3 separate regions of the Mus musculus genome follow, and all the other regions are linked to region 3. Evidence: chromatin contacts called from public HiChIP or PLAC-seq data. All regions are on one chromosome and are shown on one strand. Each heading gives the region's core, a stretch centred on a gene start, on an enhancer-like site or on the middle of the called end of the contact. The rest is flanking DNA. Distances are from core to core; before and after follow the strand shown. Region 1 overlaps Qsox1 (quiescin Q6 sulfhydryl oxidase 1). Region 2 holds the start of Lhx4 (LIM homeobox protein 4). Region 3 holds the start of Cep350 (centrosomal protein 350).

Region 1 (3,899 bases), core at 1,275-3,774, 190 kb after region 3:
CCCTTCACCCCACCCCACCCCCACAGGCGTTTGCACATGCACACATGTGCACACATGCACACATCCCCTCCTCCCTTGAGTCCTTGTGGTTTTAAAGTGCTGATACTAATCAGATTTGAGTTGACTTATTGTCAAAGTAGCTTTTCATGTTCCTCTGAGGCTCTTGGGAGTTACCATCAAGATTTGGATCTTGGCCCTAAGCCCTAGGCTAGCCTGTCCATACTGGCGGCCCATGAGCTAAAAAATGAAAGGTCTTTTGCCAGCCTAGCCTATTACCAATGAAGGTTTCTCCTCAGTTTGGTTCTTGTCTTTTCAAAAGAAAGAGCTGAGCCAAGAAACACAGACAGCTAAAAACAGTTTACTTATCAAAAGCAAAAAGGAGAGTGCACTCCAAGCGGGAATGGGCATTCCAAAGGGAGGTGGGTAGAGTCCCACTGGGCCCTGTGTTAGGGATTTAAAGACTTTTTATGGTGCCTCCCTCTGGTGACACCACTGACACCCTCTTCCCTAGAGCATGATCTTTCTTCCATCTTATGGCTTGAGACGTCCCTGCAGTTTTTCCTTCCTGGCTTAGCAGGATGTTTGTCGTGGGGAGGGGGTCCTGGTGTCTGTTTCCGAAGAACCCAACCACTGCTCCCAGGAGGCTGGGTGATAAAGGGATTCTGGGCATCAGAGAGCAGCTGCCAAGATACAGCTGCAGTTTTCCTCAATTACCTGACGCGTAGCCCCTTGCCTACTCCACATAAGTCCGGCTGGGCCATCAGTTGCTGCGTCAGAAGACTGCCTGAAGAGATTTGTGCCCAGTGTTCAAGGCAGTCCTGGGGAGTGGTGTGGTGCTTGGAACTTTCTCTGAGTGGTTTCATGTGGTTAGGTCAGCGTTGTAGCCTGAGCCTTGATAGGAGAGACCCACAGGGCCTAGGCTACATAGAGTTTCTTCTCCTCTGTCCAGAATAGAGTATATGAATTCACATTTGTGTCTGATGGTTTTTGTTACAACGTAAAACTCTATAGAATTGTTTCTTACTCTCCAATCGCCACTTGCTCCTCCCTACAGTACTTCCCTGGGCAGCCTTTGGTCCAGAACTTCTTGCATTCCATAAACGACTGGCTTCAGAAGCAGCAGAAGAAGAGGATCCCCTACAGTTTCTTCAAAGCTGCTCTGGACAGCAGGAAGGAGGTGAGTCCAGCAGGCAAGTGAAGGCCCTATCAATGCCTCGACATGTCTGGGACTGGGAGGACTTAATGCCTCAACACTTGGTGACGTTATCCAGAGGTTTGCATTAAGTGATTCCATTTATCACTAATAAGCTGCTTCGTTGGGTCCTATGGAATATCTCATCGAATCCTCATACATCAGAATTTTCACTTAGCAGATGAAGAAAGCAAGTTTAGGAGATTACATAACGGTTCTAGCCTAAGACCCTGTAAGGACCTGTCAGTGAACAGAGCTAACACCTCTGAGGGATGAGGCAGTGGAGACTTATTTTTGAGATAGGGCCTTACTCTGTATATAAGGCTACTGACCTTGAAACTCAGCAATCCTCCTGCATCAGCTCCCCAAATGTGAAGATGATAGGCATGAGCCACCACATTTATCTAAGACACCAGAGTTCTTAACTCTTGCCTGCTTCCCCAGCATGGCCCCCAGCAGAGCACCTGTTCTTTCTGCTGTCTGCAGAAACAAGCCATACCCAGTGGACATACAGACCCATGTGAGTTTATAAGGAGTCAAGGTTCCAGGGACCTCGATAGAACTTGGTCTATGCCATGAGTTCTCAGATCTGCTAATCTTCTGGCCAAGAAGATGGCTGTGGTGCTGTGGGCTCCTGGAAGCTTCTCTTGTCATCCCCGTTTCCACCCCTTCTCTTGTCTGCTTGTGCACTCATGCTCATGTGTGTCCCTTCTAGGATGCTGTCCTTACTGAGAAGGTGAACTGGGTCGGCTGCCAGGGCAGTGAGCCACACTTCCGGGGGTTTCCCTGCTCACTGTGGGTCCTCTTCCACTTCCTGACGGTGCAGGCAAACCGATATAGTGAGGCCCACCCACAGGAACCAGGTGAGTCCAGGGCCTGCTCACTGCACTCTGCCTCAAATCTGTCTGTCTGTCACATCTGTCTGTCCCCCATGGGAGTCAGCTAGACTGATCCTGTATTAGTGGGAGGCAGAAAGAAAAGGAAGTGTTTGCAGGAATACAGTTCTGGAGATGCTGAGAAGAGGGAGGCAGAGCTGACAGAGCCATGATGTGGGGCAGTTAGACCTGGAGTGGGGGTGGGGGAGATGGAGCAGGAGGGGGCACAGTGGTACAGACACTGATGTTGCAAAGCAGAGACAGACACACACACACACAGACACACAGAGAGAGATGGGAGAGAGAGAGGGGGGGGGAGGGAGAGAGAGGGAGAGGGAGAGAGAGAGAGAGAGAGAGAGCACTCCTACGAGGTCCTGGGGGATAGAGGGAGGTTACTTTCTACAGCGTTGGAGCTCTGCAGAGGAAGGAATGTGTAGAAGCAACAGGAAGTGAGCCCCAAGGTATCTGAGGTACAGGAAGAGAAAAAAAACATAGAAAGTGTGGGTGGGTGACCTTCAGGAGAGTCTGGTTTCAGTTCAAGAAAAAGTGTGGGAGTCGACAGAGACCCTTGCTAGTACCAGCCTATATGGGGGAGTCAGAGTGAGAATAAGGAGGGACATAGAGGCAGACTAGAAGCTATTTAGACCAGAGGAGGATAGACTTCTAAGAGGGTCCCAGAGAGGTGAGGCTCGCCAGAGAGCAAGTTGAGTGGGAGCTGAAGCAGGCAGGTGGAGGAGGAGGATGGAGGCTGGGATGAGTGACCTGCTTCTGTCACCTGTCTAGTCATGCCACAGAGCCTGAACGTCCCACTGAAGAGGAGAGGGGGAACTGAAGTTTAGGAGTTTGGGAGGAAATGGGACCATCTCTGTGGTGACCCCCGAAAGGGTAGAAGTAGGCAAGGGAGTATTAGGCCTGTGTCATAGGCTGGAACGTGAGGCACTTTGCTGGGGACCACAGCAGAGTTGAGGAGGGTGGGGCAGCCTGTGGGGAACCCTGATGGAGACAGCAGAGGCTGGCAGTGTGAAGAGCCTTTCTGTGGTGTCTCCTTTTCCCTGCAGCTGATGGCCAGGAGGTCCTCCAAGCCATGAGGAGCTATGTTCAGTTCTTCTTTGGCTGTCGTGACTGTGCGGACCATTTTGAGCAGATGGCTGCAGCGTCCATGCACCAAGTGAGAAGTCCCAGTAATGCGATTCTTTGGCTCTGGACTAGCCACAACAGGGTTAACGCTCGCCTCTCAGGTAAGGAGGGCTTACTTCCAAGGCTGGAGGTGGCAATGGGGGCCATACTGGCTGTCATTTTCAGTGGCACTCTATGCTTCTTACACATATCTGCCAGTCCAGTCTCATTGGCCCCATGTGCAGAGGAAGCAGATGGGGACACTGAATGACCCTGGTGCTCAGTGCTAGTGTTCCTTCCCCTGCTGGTCCCAGGACCCCTCTCTCCTGCTCCTCCGCTCTGCGGTCCCTCTATATGCCTCTTATCAGACTAACAGGGAAAAGAGCATGGGTTTTCCATACCCAGAGAAAGTTCTTACCAGAGTGGGCTGGGGAGTGGGGAGCCTCCCCAATGTAAGTAGTTACTTACATTGTTTGCCTTTCCGTGCAAGTGGGAGCATGGTAGTTCCTACACAGAGCCTGGGAGGGAGCCTTCTCTAGACTGGATGCTACACATCTGGGGAGTAGTGTATACCTCCCAGGCAGCCCTCCTAGGGTAGGAGTTGGGTGGAGCCGCTGGTACTGTAAGCCAGCACTTGGTTCCCTGTCCTGGAGTCTCCTAGTGGCTTTTAAAAAGAAGACATATAGGCTGGAGAGATCGCTCAGCAGTTAAGAGCA
Region 2 (3,860 bases), core at 1,150-3,649, 230 kb after region 3:
CTTTGAATACATTGCTATATAAATGACATTTTAAGCTATAAACTATCCTACCCTAAGTTAGGGATATAACTCCATGGTAGAGCCCATGCCTACCTGCCAAGCAGATGCAATGCTTTGAATTCTTTCCCCAGTAGTATAAAACAGACAAACTATTGTCAAAATGCCCTTAGAAGACATTTATATTCTCACTATGAATTGTCCTGTTTTCTTCACACCCAAATGAACAATGGGTATTATCCCTGCTTTTCTAATTAGCTAATAATTTTTATTGGTTGTCACAGCATTACTATGTTGCTAGACCTTATAATCCGAGTCAGTGATTATTTAAGATAATACCTAGCAAATCTAATATGCTTCTTCAAACCACTTTCTTTTGTTGGGTATTTAGGTAAAACTTCCCTCCAGATTATAGTGCTGTAATAAAGATCTTCATGCATGAATCTTTAAAAAATATTCTAGGTTACTTTTGTGTGTATTGAACACTCAAAATGGAATTACATGAACTAAAATATAGGAAAATTTTATGGTTTGGATAAATTTCCTCAAATATCTTCCCAAATGGATATTAAGAGTTTATAAAGACAACAGCAATGCCTGAGAGAGAACCATTTATAAACATCCTTACCAACTGAAATCCTATTTCCTCCCAGGTTGTAGGAACAAACCAATAAACAAACGGTTGGGGCTACACTGGTTTGTTTGGTTGGTTTTTTTCTTGTGTGTTTGGTTGCTAATGAAATTAGCATTTCCACCGTATTTTCTCAATTTGTGTAGACAGCTCAGTAAACAGCAAGACAGGACCCTCGTTAGTGCTAGGACCCATAGAAATTGCTGTGACCTCATTGGACACAGATCCTAAGTAGCACACACAGCCACCCCTCTTACTGTCCATCCTCCTCCATCACCAACCCTAAAACACCAGGAGTAAAAACAAAAACAAAACTTCTCAGCGCAGGGTCCCATTTGGTTGTAAAGACCCATCTGACTTGAAGTCGGCAATTAAATTAGGAATGGTAGTGTCCGAGGTGGCTGTGGCTGGGCCCAGGGCTGACCCGGTAGGTTTCTAGAGCCGGTGGTCAGGAGGCGTCGAGTGTTTGAAAAAGTGCTAGCGACTTCGTCCCAGCATTGATCTTTGCTTTATTGCCTCCAGGAATGAGAATGGGAAGAATGAGTTTTCTACGCGCGCGTTTGTGTCTGTGTGTGAGTCTCTGTGTGTGTGTTAAACACAACAGCAATGCACGCCCTTTGCTGGTCAGCCCCGGGGGCCCGGTGCACGCCTCCGCCCAGTACACACGCGGCCAGGGATCGTTCAAAGTGCCCGCAGTGGCAGCCGGTTCGGCCGAGCAGTCTCCAGGAGCCAGAGAGGGCGGATCTGGGTGGACGCCGGCTGGAGACCCAGTTGGGAGGGCGGGCGGCTGGGAGGCGTGGGACTAGGACTGGACCTCGGGTGGTGAGAGTGCCGACTGTGGCGGAAGGCCGAGGCGAGTGTGGGCGCGCACGAAGACCCGCGCCCGGCCACCTTCGTGCGCGGCCCAGGCCGCCTGCCTCCATCCGGCTCCGTGGCGGCCCACTGCGTGACTCGCGCGTTCCCGGCCGAGTACGAGCTGTCCCTGGCCCTGCCTCAGCCAGACGCGGGGGAGAGAGAGTAGGGTCTGGTTAGTACCGGCCGGAAAGGAACTGGCCAGGAAAAAAAAAAAAAAAACAAGTGGAGGATGGATGGAATCATCCAGTTACAGAACACGCTCCGTGGGCTGGAGAAGCTCTGAACTCGGAGCGCCAACCCAGGGTCCGCTGGGTCCTGGCCCACCGCGCCCCCTCCTTGATCCTAGAGGACCGATGCTGGGGGCGAGCGGGGAATCCCCAAAGCTGGCAGAAACCAGCTCTGCGTGGTCCCTGCGCTCCGGGACCACCTGCTGCCGCGGCCCAGCCCGCCGCAGTATTTATACCGGGGCGCGAGCCCGCACGGCAGGGTGGGGGAGGGGCTGCAGGCCCCGCCCCCTATCAGGCGGCCCCGCCCTCCCGCACCTCCGACCAGATTCGGGGCTACCGAACCCCCCCTACTTCTCGCCCCCTACTCTGGCTAGCCGGGGGTCTGCAGCGGGCTGCCCGGTTGGCAGCACTAGCTGGAGGGCGGGCTTCCCTGCGGAAAGCGACGTCACGGCCGCTCCTGCAGTGTGAATGAATCAAAATGCCTGGGTGACCGCGGCCTCCAGGGCAGCCGGCACGCGAAGGGTGGAGGGGGAGGGGGAGAGGAGGGCGGGGAAGGGAAGGGGGGGAGCCAGAGCTGCAGCAACAGTGTCTCCTCAACCCGGGATGTGCACCAGCCCGGGAGAGCGAGATCAAAGGGATTTGAAACAGCCTGAGGACTGGCGGGGGAGGGGGCCAGCCAGCTTGTGGAGTCCTCCCGGAGACGCGGAGGGCTCGGTTTCCTCTGTGACTTCAGCGGCCTGGTTGGTTTTATTATTATTATTTTCAAATTTCCGAATCCAGCCAGAGGGAGAGAGCGAGAGATCTCGGTAGACTGCGACTTGCTGCCTCTGGCTCCAAGATGATGCAGAGCGCGGCTGTCCCCGCGGAGGGGGCTGTCAAGGGGCTCCCGGAGATGCTCGGTGTGCCGATGCAACGTAAGACACCCTCCTTTCTCGCTAATTTAATTTGATAACAAGACAGCTAACAGCCTCAGCGGGTGCGGGGAGGCCGGACGCGCCGTTCAAGGCACTGACCGGGAGGGGTCGGGGTGCAGAGGCGGTCACAGAGCTGGGGTACTACCAGTCAGTGTTTGAAGGGCTTGACTCTTGGCAATTTGGGATCGAATTCGAAAGATTCCGGGATACTGTTCGTGGAGGGCCCAAGGGTATAGAAAGTAGCATCTTTGGGCCGTCGCTTTTATGAGAACCCTAGGGAGGATGCTGTTTGGGGACAACAGAGGTTTCCAGCTACAGGCCAGGCCCGAGGGCAAAAGTGGTCCCCCAATTGATTACCTTTCGCGGCAATGGCCAAAGCTCGCAGAACCGCTGGTACAACTTTACCCCAGCTGGCGGGAAGTTGGAGAGCGCGTCCCGGGTCGCAGGGCTGTACAGAAGCCCCCTGTCACACTCTTGGTTTCGGCAGTTCGAGCACTTGATTGAGTCCCCAGTCACTGCTGCCCGGGGCACCCGCCGCCTGTGTTGCCGCCAGCAGACTGCTCCGGGTGAGCGAATGCACTCGCCACATTCCAGCTAGCCGAGGAATGCAGCGGCGAGAAGCTCTGGAACGAAGTTGTGCGTGCAGCCTTTGCTTAGGCGAGGGTAGGCAATCTTAGTGGCGCGGGGCTGGAAGAGGGAGAGAGACTCAGACGTGTGGGCACTTTGCTAGCTCTCTCAATTTCTTCCAGAGCCTGCAATTAGTTACGGCAGGTCTCTCACCCCAGGTTTCTGGTTTGTACGGATGTGCACACACGGCAGAGATTTTCCGGGTGGGAATCTGTCTGTGTTTCCGACTCCTGAACAGATAGAAGCAATCTGTGCAGAGACCCGAACAGGTTCTCAGGCTTAGCGCGCGCTTGCGGGCTCCTGGTTAAGTCTGGGTTTACAAACGGCTGCACTGGGCTAGGTGCCCCTGGGTACCCTAGAGAGATGAAGGGTTCCCTCGATGGGCTTGCCAAGAGACTACACTTCCGCTTACGACTGCTTTAGTGATGCGGTAGGAGTTTATTGTAAGTAAGAGCAGGCTCACCCAGGGATGGAGACTACCTACGATCCCCGGCGCAGCAGCGCGCCCTCCTGCGCCCTGCCTCTCCATCGCAGGGGTTCTGTAACACAAATCTCAGGGCGGGCTGTCCAGCCAATGTCTTGAGATTTATTGTAAAGTTTTTGAGAGAA
Region 3 (4,476 bases), core at 1,062-3,561:
TGTGATTACAGAGTTCATGATCTTATGATCTTGGTGTACCATGAAGATGACAGATGTCGCAATGAAACATGATCAACCCACAAAACTCTAAGAGGATACTTTGTCATCTGTCCAATGAACAGCATTGTGGAGTTTGCAGATAGAACAACTGCAATGTATAAACACCCAAACTCATGGCAATTCTCCCGTCTCAGCCTTCCAGGTTGGGCTTACTGGCATGTGTCACTATGCCTGGCTTTTCAAGACAATCCTATTGAATAGATACATTAGCTTGGATTCATAGGCATTAAGTGGAGGGTCTGGAGGGCTCAGAGGACACACAAGTGTTGAGAGCATTTTCTACTTTATTGTACCATCTTCAGGGAGATGGAGAGAGAAAAGCTTTGCCAGCAGGAAGTGAGAAGTTTCCACTAATCTTATCTTGGCAGCTGGAGGCAGGGTAGGGATAAAACTTGAGGCACCCTCTGAACGTACTGATTTAATCATTTGCACTGGAGGAATGTGGCTACTTTCATAAAACTGTGAGGGAAACGAACAGACTATGATACACTTGAAAGCCAATATTCTTGAGGGAGTAAAAAGAAATCACAGAGTGTCAAAAAGAAGAGAGATTATCTAGTATCTAGGCATGGTGGTGCAGGTCTGTGATCCTAGCACTCAGGAAGACTGTGAGTTCCATGCCAACCTGCAGGATCTTCTGAGAGAGAGAGAGAGAGAGAGAGAGAGAGAGAGAGAGAGAGAGAGAGTGAGAGAGAGAGAGAGAGAGAGAGAGAGCGCAGTTGAGAACCAATGCTGGAAATTTGATGAAAACAGGAGTTCAGGCTGATAGCAGAGAGCAATGCTGACACCATAACAAAAACCTCATTGCCTTTCTGTTGATCACGAGGTAACGTAGGAGGTGGGAAACTATGTTAGCTTTAGAGTAAAGGAGATTATTTCCCATTGATTGGTGCTATAATATTGGGCAGATAGTGTTTCAGAACCCACTATTAAAAAGTAATCATAACTCAATAAGGGGATTGGATACGTTCTTTAAAATAACTAGGCTGGAGAAAAGGTAAATTTCACTTTTCTTTTTATTACATGTATGTATGTATGTATGTATGTAATCATACATGTCTTCTCATGCACCTGCACGCAATGCAGATCAGAGGACACCTTAGAGGAATCTGCTCTCTTGGTCCACCATTCTGGGTCCGGGGATCAAACTAAGATCGCCAGGCGTGGTGGCAATTCCCTTTACCTGCTAATCCATTTCCCTGCCGCAGTTCCACCTTTCAAATCTTTTTCTTGCTACTGCTTGCGTACTCGGGATCTCCACAACTCTCATTCTTTGCTGAAGTGCTGTTCTCAGGGAGGGTGTATACATTGACATATGTGCAGGACTTTTGTACATTCACGTAGTTCCTGCTGAGGCGCGGCTGTCTTATGGGGAGGATCAGTTATTGTCGTCTGCTTTTATTGATATGGTCAAGGTAGCGAACATTTATTGAACATCTACAGTGTTGTAGTTACTGTGCCAGGCCCTACTGGGTATACATAGAAAAAGGAGACTTTAAGACACCCATGGTACTTTAGATGAGAAATAATTTCGAGGCAAAGTAACTATCGGAGCCCAGAAGGTGGAGAGCTTAGCTGCAGTGAGCACCTAGCGGAAGGTGTCAGGCATTATTCGCAGAAAAGCTGTCCTTTACAGTCTTGACAGACGATAAAATTCACCAAGCGGAGGCTGGTGACAAAGACAAAGCTAAGAGAAAATATGTTGACCCCAGAGGGCTTCTCAAACCACAACACCGAAGGGAAAGGAAACGTAGTTTTTGCTTGTTTTGGAAAGAGCTTAAGCCATCAGTGTGCGTGCTGAACAGAACTGTAAACCCCTGGCCAATGAGAGGGCCGCAGTGACAGCAGCGAGCAGCCGCAAAGCTGCGGTTACTCCGATCCGCCTAGAGTGACGATTCCTTCTGAATCGTCTGCCGGGTCCCGGATCCCTGGGTCACCCTTGTCAAGTCCTCAGCGTGTTTTGGCTCGGGGGTGACCCGCTCAGCCAGAAGGCCCAATTAGCGTCAAAGGGAAGGGGGTGGTCTCCTCTGCGGATAGACTCTGGCTCCTCCCGAGTCCCGCCGAGCTCCCAAAGCGCCACACCAAAGATGGCTTCCCCGCATCCTCTAGCCTCGGGTCCGATCGCGCTCCTCCGTCGGCCACACTCAACATGGCTGGCCTTCACCCAGGGTTGCATTCCTGCGGAACCGTCTCCGGACAGTTCTCGCGAGGTTTGGCGAGTCTCTCTCCCCCCCCCCCCGCCCTCTCCCTCCCTGACTGCTCCCGCCCTGCCTCGCGCCGCCGCCACCGCCACTGCCGCCGGCGCCGCTCCTCCTCCGTGTCAGTTGTTGAGCTGTAATGGCGACTGGGCCGCCGCTGCCGAAGTGACTCCCGGGGCGGGGGAGCGGGGCCGGACCTGCGCCTGAGAGGACTGCGGAGAGCCGCAGCTCGGGAGGGGGCTCGCGGCGGGGCAGAGGAAGGCCGCCTCTGCGCCTCTCCTTCCTTGCCTGCCGCCCGGCGGATCCCGGGAGCCGGGGCGAGGCGGGCACCCGGTGCGTCCCCGGAGCGGGGAGGCCAGGCCGGGCAGCCCTGGGGCCGGTCGGGGCGGCGTCACTGCACCCTCCGCCAGGCCCCGCGGGATGCACCGTGGGAGCCGAGGGCGGAGGCGACACTCTCAGGTGAGCTGCGGGGAGACCTGGCGGAGCCTGCTCCGCCTCGGATGTCTCTGTCCGCGGTCCCAGGTCCCCGAGGTGGCCAGAGAGGCGGGGCGGGGCCCCCCTGGCACTGCCTGACGTCCCCCCCGGGGACCCTCCTTGGGTCCCGAGACTTTTCCTGGAGGGTCATCCTGAGACCTGGGCTCCCGGACCTACTGGTGCCCACGGAAGACAAGATTTCTTTGCTTACCTGCCAGTGTCGCCCTCAGCACCCTCGCCCCTCCTCTTGTCTGCATAGAGTTAAGCCACCTCTCACCTTTGGTCTCCGAAGTGTCCCTTCTTCGTTTGGAGATCGAGCATATTTTGGGAAATTCCGGGGCACTAGCTCCAGTGTCAGGAACAGTTTCTGTTCCTTTTCCTGGGTGTAATATTCTCAAAGTGCAGTATGGGGAAAACTTTGATCACCTCCAGTCCAGCAGCAGTTGTTGAATGGAGTCCACCGGCTTATTCACACATGATTGGGTGGAGAGGGGGTGACATTTAACAAGCCTTACACGTTGGAAGTTGTCACTTTCCCTCCCCTCCCCCCTCTTTTAAATTCAGACTAATATGCTAAATCATATTTAGTTAATGTCACAGATACAGGCAGAAATTTGCCAGGGTTTTAGTTTTCAAGTTCGGAACTTGCAAATAGGTATAGATTTTTTTTTAAATGGATTTTTTGATGTTGTAACAAATGTTTCATTTGGGGGGAAAAAATAGGCCCTTAGGAATAGTGGTCGGTATCCATGTACTCTACTTAATTGTTTTGCTGGTGTTTCTTGTTTTGAAATTGGAGAAGTCGTTAGTGTTGCCATGTTAACCTGCTCCCTTCGCTTGTATTTTAAAGATTTAAATGGACAGTCCATCCTAGACCAACCTACTATTAGCACCTGGGAATTTTTGAAGAGGCAATAATGAAATACTACAAACTGCTCTCCATTTAAAAACTTTCTTAATTTAAAATACTGCTTTTTAAAAAGGCAGCGTGCTGCTAATAACTTGGGATTGTGACTTTGGGAGACTCCTAGACCTGTACTAGAAGTTATTGCAAGCCCATGAAAGTGTAAGAGGTTTTGTATGCTAAATTGACAAACTATTAAATGCAACAAATCTGAACTGTTACTGCATTCAACTTAGTACACCTTAATCAGAATATGAAGGTCATGCCAGAATACATTGTATATGTAGACAAATATGTATCTTGTCTTTTCATAGCAGAACTTTGTGCTTATAGTGATAGTAATGTTTGTAAACAATTTTGTATAAATATGAAAGACTTTTTTCTGACATGTATTGGTGTATAGTATTATTTTAAGACCATCAATACTATAGAATCAACCTTTTATGGTGTTAATACATTTATGAATTAAAGTTTTAAAATTTTTTTCTTCTGATTGTCATTTTTTAAAATCCATTTTTAACACACTATATAGAGGCAACAAGAAAGGAAGTGAAGTCCTTATGTAACCACTTTAGTTTGTTAAACTGCTATAATTTATAATGAGGGCAAAAGAGAAGTTTTACGAAATAACTGACTTTTTGGGGGCGAGGGTGGGGGGACGAGTGTACTTCCATGAATTAGTCTTTGTGTACTCTTGTGAGCAAAGGGGACTCAGATCTTTATTTTGTAGTTGTGGAAATGAACATACAAAGCCATTAATTTATGTGTGCTGTTTTTATTCTGCAGATGTTCTAGAATTAGCTACATTTTAAATTAAATATTAGCCTTAGATACTTTTGC

Evidence for each region. HiChIP or PLAC-seq counts read pairs in DNA pulled down with a chosen protein or histone mark.
Region 1: an H3K4me3 HiChIP or PLAC-seq map of the SCID.adh cell line shows a contact between it and region 3, with 13 read pairs. The contact joins the enhancer-like site here to the promoter of Cep350 in region 3. A contact is called at or near these places in 8 of 39 promoter capture datasets (the 3T3-L1 cell line, the C10 cell line, embryonic stem cells and 4 more), 4 of 115 datasets of contacts at active chromatin or transcription factors (the HPC-7 cell line, the SCID.adh cell line, embryonic stem cells and 1 more) and 3 of 9 other capture datasets (adipose tissue, liver and pancreatic islet).
Region 2: a contact with region 3 is called in an HNF4G HiChIP or PLAC-seq map of pancreatic cancer cells. The contact joins the promoter of Lhx4 here to the promoter of Cep350 in region 3. A contact is called at or near these places in 2 of 39 promoter capture datasets (embryonic stem cells and stem cell-derived epiblast-like cells), 2 of 484 Hi-C or Micro-C datasets (embryonic stem cells and nephron progenitors), 3 of 115 datasets of contacts at active chromatin or transcription factors (embryonic stem cells and pancreatic cancer cells) and 1 of 9 other capture datasets (adipose tissue).

Annotation. Positions count from the first base shown.
Region 1 is chr1:155,780,681-155,784,579 of GRCm38.p6, reverse strand. Qsox1 (quiescin Q6 sulfhydryl oxidase 1) reads left to right here. Exons shown (of 12, transcript NM_001024945.1): 9 at 1,055-1,177; 10 at 1,908-2,055; 11 at 3,126-3,305. Among named protein-coding and RNA genes, the nearest start is that of Qsox1, 30 kb to the left of the region's middle. Within about 2 kb of position 2,524, at least 37 of the 459 cell types and tissues checked have an H3K27ac peak or open chromatin away from gene starts, as enhancers often do. A contact at or near this core is called in the SCID.adh cell line and memory CD8 T cells, where this site is marked.
Region 2 is chr1:155,740,566-155,744,425 of GRCm38.p6, reverse strand. It overlaps Lhx4 (LIM homeobox protein 4), which reads left to right and starts at 2,399. Exons shown (of 6, transcript NM_010712.2): 1 at 2,399-2,624. The coding sequence starts at 2,549.
Region 3 is chr1:155,971,090-155,975,565 of GRCm38.p6, reverse strand. Cep350 (centrosomal protein 350) reads left to right here and starts at 2,311. Exons shown (of 38, transcript NM_001039184.1): 1 at 2,311-2,717.